2 separate regions of the Salmo salar genome follow, and region 2 is linked to region 1. A link is a contact called in public Hi-C data. All regions are on one chromosome and are shown on one strand. Each heading gives the region's core, a stretch centred on a gene start, on an enhancer-like site or on the middle of the called end of the contact. The rest is flanking DNA. Distances are from core to core; before and after follow the strand shown.

Region 1 (3,067 bases), core at 320-2,819:
ATGCCTCCATGGCTTTTTCATTCATTGTCATGTCAAACAACACTGTGTTCAAAGTGCCCAGTATTACATTCTAACTATAGAATTAGAATAATCATTCCCACAATTACCCCTAGTAATTTCCATGATTCCAACAGTTCACACAAGTCCAATCGCAATTGGGGCGGCAGGAAGCCTAGTAGTTAGAGCGTTGGACTTGTAACTGAAAGGTTGCAAGATCGAATCCCTGAGCTGACGAGGTAAAAATCTCATTGAAAATAAGAATTTGTTCTTAAATGCCTAGTTAAATAAAGGTAAAAAACAAAAATGTAAAATTGCAATATCACCTTTTGGTTGAAGTTTGATTGAACAGTATAAAACAATCAGAATGCAGAAAGCCCCATTTGAAAACACTTAAAATGTATGTGTTGCCACCCTAAGGTCAAGCACTACTCATAGAACTTGTATTATTCAGAAACCTCAAATACCGCCAAATAGCATCATCCCGCCAAATAGCATCATCCCGCCAAATGGCATCATCCCGCCAAATGGCATCATCCCGCCAAATGGCATCGTCCCGTCCCGCCAAATGGCATCGTCCCGTCCCGCCAAATGGCATCGTCCCGTCCCGCCAAATGGCATCGTCCCGTCCCGCCAAATGGCATCGTCCCGTCCCGCCAAATGGCATCATTAGCATCATCCCGCCAAATAGCATGATACCGCCAAATTGCATCATCCTGTCAAAAACAAATCTAGTGATATATATTTTGGCCATATCGCCCAGCCCTAATGTGTGTATGTGTATGACTCCCTTTCTGTGTCACTGGACATGTCAGGTGACACTGACATCTGTGCAAATGGGCCATTGTGTCTGCTCAGGGTCACCCTTGACCCCTGCTAGTCTGAAAATCTTTAGCTGTGTGCTTTTCAACGAGTACACACACAGTAACCAGGTGTCTATCCAACCTTTTTTATGCCAGTAAAGTACGTCGGATACATTTTTTTTTGTGACAGGCCTGATGGAAACAGCACATTTGTCGGTCAAATTTCCAAATGTTGACCAAACAAAATACGCTAGACAAGGTTGGATCTTTTTGTGCCGGTAAAATGAATTATGCGAGAAATGGCGGTGGAAATGCTTTTATGCGCAGACATTGATATAATAACCATCATATCAAAGTAAACTGAGCCACACGATGTCATGGTGTTCGGTTCTCCCGCTACGACTCGGGACAGTTTATTATCTTGACTTCCGTTTGACCATAGAAATCTTGCTCTTTTGTCCATAATCTCATTATGTAGGCTATACCCGCAATGTAGCTGGTAGCTGTTGGCTAGAGCACTGTTGCTAAGAGCAGAGTGGGCACATTCGCTAATATAACGCAACATTTGTTGTGCCAAAACCATCAGTAGAGTTGAAAATGCGATGGAAACCCATTTATGTTTTTGCTTAGGTGACAGAAGTAATTGGAGCACGGGCCTTGCAACATTTTGACACGAGATGTGGATTCTTTGGTGGTGAGCTCAGGACTTTGGTGTTTTATTTTTCCCTCCCTCCTTTCAGTCAGCCCAGCTGGAGAGAACATAGCTTTTGGCACCGAACTGTGTGTGTCCATGTGTCTGTGTGTGAGCGGTCTGTGTGTGCAGAGTGTGTGTGTGTAAGCAACACAACCTTCAGCACACCAGAGAGTTGGCTAATCAAACTGGAACTTGTCAAAATATTCCCGTCTCTCCATGTTTAAAATGTTAGTTTTATTGACCCGGAGTTTTCATGTTCCTGTTTTTTGGTTTTATCTACACTGAACAAAATATAAATGCAACATGTAAAGTGTTGGTCCCATGTTTCATGAGCTGTAATAAAAGATCCCAGACATTTTCCATACACACAAAAAGCTTATTTCTCTCAAATTTTGAGTGAATTTTTTTACATCCCTGATAGTGAGCATTTCTCCTTTGCAAAGATAATTCATCCACCTGACAGGTGTGGCATATCAAGAAGCTGATTTAAACGGTATGATCATTACACAGCTGCACCTTGTGCTAGGGCCAATAAAAGGCCACTATAAAATGTGCAGTTTTGTCACACAACGCATTGCTACAGATGTCTCAAGCGTGCAATTGGCCGGATGATTGCAGGAATGTTCGCCAGAGCTGTTGCCAGAGAATTTAATGTTAATTTCTCTACCATAAGCCTCCAACATTGTTTTAAAGAATTTGGTAGTACGTCCAACCGGCCTCACGACTGCAGTGTAACCACGCCAGCCCAGGACCTCCACATCCGGCTTATTTACCTGCGGGATCGTCTGAGACCAGCCACCTGGACAGCTGATGAAACTGAGGAGTATTTCTGTCAGTAATAAAGCCCTTTTGTGGGGAAAACGCATTCTGATTGGCTGGGCCTGGCTCCCAGTGGGTGGGCCTATGCCCTCCCAAGCTCACCCATGGCTGTGCCCCTGCCCAATCGTGAAATCCATAGATTAGGGCGTAAATCATTTATTCCAATTGACCGATTTTTTATATAAATAACTCAGTAAAATCGTTGAAATTGTTGCATGTTGCTTCTATATTTTTGTTCAGTTTACTTTATCTCTGTCGCTTCTGTCATCTATAACTTGTTTATATAAATGGATGAATAACAAACCTCTCTCTCATGTCTCCCTCTTTCCATCCCTCTGTTTCTAACTTCTTCCCTTCTTCACAGAGAAGCGATGAGGAATTACCTGAAGGAGCGAGGAGACCAAACTGTCCTGATCCTGCATGCAAAAGTTGCCCAGAAATCTTATGGCAATGAAAAAAGGTAATCAACCATCACTTACCCTACACACAACTTTCCACACACTTCCATACTTCCCACATTCCTCGCATAGCCCCTACCTGGTGTAGTACCTCGCACAGACCCTGCCTGGTGTAGTACCTCGCACAGACCCTGCCTGGTGTGGTACCTCGCACAGACCCTGCCTGGTGTGGTACCTCGCACAGACCCTGCCTGGTGTGGTACCTCGCACAGACCCTGCCTGGTGTGGTACCTCGCACAGACCCTGCCTGGTGTGGTACCTCGCACAGACCCTGCCTGGTGTGGTACCTCGCACAG
Region 2 (3,067 bases), core at 279-2,778, 61 kb before region 1:
TGTAACCACACAGAGAGAGAGGGTGTGTGTGTGTTAAGTTTGGGCGATTGTGTACATTTTACTTAAAAAAAAAAACATTTTAGTCATTTAGCAGACGCTTTTATCCAGAGCGACTTACAGTAGTGAATGCATACATTTCATACATTTTTTCTCTACAAGCCTACATCACCCGATTGCGCACCATAGTGATCCTCGATAGTCGATCACTATTGGTCTTTCTCATGATTTACGTAAATGTAATATACTATTACTCTTGTTAAAAATATGAAATGGTGACGAGCACATTATGACTTGTTTAGGACTCGAAACTCTAAGTTTAGGACTTGCGACTTGACTTGATACTTGACGGTCTTGACTCGGACTTGCCTGTCTTGACTTGGGACTTGAGTGCTAAGACTTGAGACTTACTTGTAACTTGTAAAACAATGACTTGGTCCCACGTCTGAGGTGTTGTATTGGATATGCCCCAAACATAACGCGCTGTATTCAGGACAAAAAGTGAATTGCTTTGCCACATTTAAAAAAAAAGTTTTACTTTAGTGCCTTGCTGCAAACAGGATGCATGTTTCGGAGTGTTTTTATTCTGTACAGGCTTCCTTCTTTTCACTCTGTCAATTAGGTTAGTATTGTGGAGTAACTACAATTTTGTATTTAACCTTTATTTAACTAGGCAAGTCAGTTAAGAACAAATTCCCCAGCCTACCAGGGAACAGTGGGTTAACTGCCTTGTTCAGGGGCAGAACAACAGATTTTGACCTTGTCAGCTGGGGATTCAATCCAGCAACCTTTCGGTTACTGGCCCAATGCGCTAACCACTGGGCTACCTGCTACCCCAATGTTGTTGATCCATCCTCAGTTCTCTCCTATCACTGCCATTAAACTTTGTAACAGTTTTATGCCTCATGGTGAAATCCCTGAGCGGTTTCCTTCCTTTCCGGCAACTGAGTTAGGAACGAAGCCTGTATCTTTGTAGTGACTGGGTGTATTGATACACCATCCAAACTTCACCATGCTCAAAAGGGATATTCATTGTCTGCTTAGATTTTTTTTTTACCCATCTACCAATAGGTGTCTTTCTTTGTGAGGAATTGGTCTTTGTGTTGGAATCTGTGTTTGAAATTCACTGCTCGATTGAAGGACATTACAGATAATTGTATGTCTGGGGTACAAAGATGAGGAAGTCATTAAAAAATAATGTTAAACACTATTATTGCATACAGAGTAAGTCCTGGGGGCCTGGGAAAATACAGGCTTCCTCACAACATTGTGCAAAATTCTATGCCAAACTATGTTCCAATCGGTGCTGTAATTTATTACCCCGTGAACACGTGGGAATACTATTTCAGCGCTATAAAATAAGCAACAACTCCACTCCACGTCCATCTCGCGATAGGACCACGATCCCTCCATGTTTGTCTATGGTGAGAGTTTTCCCGGTCTCGCGTGATGTCTGAAGTTTCCCACGCCTATTGTTGTGGTGTCTGCCCTTTTCTCTCACTCTCTACCCGCCGCCTCCCCCTCCTTTCTGGACTCCTCTCCATCGTTCCTGCTTTGCCAGTCTGCTTCTGTTGTCTCCGCGGATTGTTGGTCTGGGGAGAAAGGATATCGCGAGTGTTGGAGTTTTGGTGAGAGTTTGTGGAAGATGGCGCCTGTTGTGACAGGGTAAGTCTGAGATTCAGGGCTGGTGGTTGTACTGGAGTTAAAGTGAATTTAAGTTTTTCAGAGAGAATTGGTTGCTTATGTTCGAGCATAGATTGCCGACCACATTTGGGTATTTATGGACATTTGTTTTCAGTCGGTGAAAGCATTTTCTTTGTCTAAATGTATTGTGTGTGTGTTTTTTCGTTTGACTACTTCACTGTACTGACTGTTGCTGCACCACGGTGCGGTGTTGTGGGGTTGGAGCTAGCTCGTTGCTGCTAGCATTGAGGTCCTTTTTCAGCACCAGGCAACGACACGAGTACAATCGCTCTGGGTTGGGGAAAAATAAACGGTTGTGTTTGTCTATATTTTTAGAGAACATTATTCAACAATATATCCCACGATATAAATGTATTCACCTTCTAACCATGTTGCAATTGAATATAGTGTTCCGCTGTGCTTGAAACACGTTGTGGCTTTGTCAAGCAAGGCATCGTTTTCTGTCTACATTGCGTTCAACTCATAAGTCTGTGTTGTTAGCTGGCTGGCTAACTAGCTAGCTGTCTGGATATTTCTCTATCGATTGTTGGTAAATACACTTGCAGACGTGTGATGTTTTGCCGTGCGTAAATGCACTCGAATATAAAGTGGTGTTTATAAAACAGTCCCGTGCTTTCCCATGCCATATCCTCTCCATGCGCGGTGCAGACTAATGTTTATTTTATTTTTGAGCGCAACTAGGGGCATAACCTGACGCTAATTCTCTAGAAACTACCCGAAAGTCCAAAAACATCACGTTGTGGATATTTGTTTTTATTTTGTACATGTGGAATTTTGTATCTTTCTATATAGGTCGGTAAACGTCAGATAGCCAGCACAGAGCCACTGAAATGTAAAGCTCAAAGAAAATATGCTTGAAATGTGACGCCCCTGTCCAACGTTGGTTCGCTGCTTTATGAAATAGCCAACGCTCTAATAAATTAGCTACTGTAGTTATTTAACTAGTTTTAAGCTACTTACATTTCTGAAAGGCAATCCTAAAAGAGGCAGCTATCTAATCTGTCTAAATACCCTGAATTATTTCTGCTGCAGGCTACGAGGTAAATGATAACCTCAGACTCGCTATCTTCTTGAATGTTAGTCCGTTTCATGGGCTTTGTCTAATTTCTTTGATTGTAGCTAATTTTGCAATTGGGAGATGAAACGTGGGTAATTCTTTTATGAAAAAAGATCAATGGAATGTGCTTTAATTAGCCTATATGTCACCAGACTTTATCATTGACTGGGAAATAGTATTGTCATCATAGCTTGCCTTAAGTCTACTACTCTATAGCTTAATTTTCCAAGTTTCCAATGCTCTTATGATGCAATAACTAGTATTAATGTTACTATGATGTATTATAAACTACTATCAAAATAGCATCTA

The links. Hi-C and Micro-C count contacts between places; a contact is called where the count stands out from the background.
Region 2: a Hi-C map of muscle shows a contact between it and region 1, with 6 times the contacts expected there. The contact joins the promoter of rbpjb here to the enhancer-like site in region 1. A contact is called at or near these places in 3 of 3 Hi-C or Micro-C datasets (blood, gill and muscle).

The regions. Positions count from the first base shown.
Region 1 is chrssa07:10,915,398-10,918,464 of Ssal_v3.1, reverse strand. rbpjb (recombination signal binding protein for immunoglobulin kappa J region b) reads left to right here. Exons shown (of 12, transcript XR_006770563.1): 3 at 2,678-2,773. Among protein-coding and RNA genes, the nearest start is that of LOC106608554, 36 kb to the right of the region's middle. Within about 2 kb of position 1,569, at least 2 of the 13 cell types and tissues checked have an H3K27ac peak or open chromatin away from gene starts, as enhancers often do. A contact at or near this core is called in muscle, where this site is marked.
Region 2 is chrssa07:10,976,280-10,979,346 of Ssal_v3.1, reverse strand. rbpjb (recombination signal binding protein for immunoglobulin kappa J region b) reads left to right here and starts at 1,528. Exons shown (of 12, transcript XR_006770563.1): 1 at 1,528-1,662.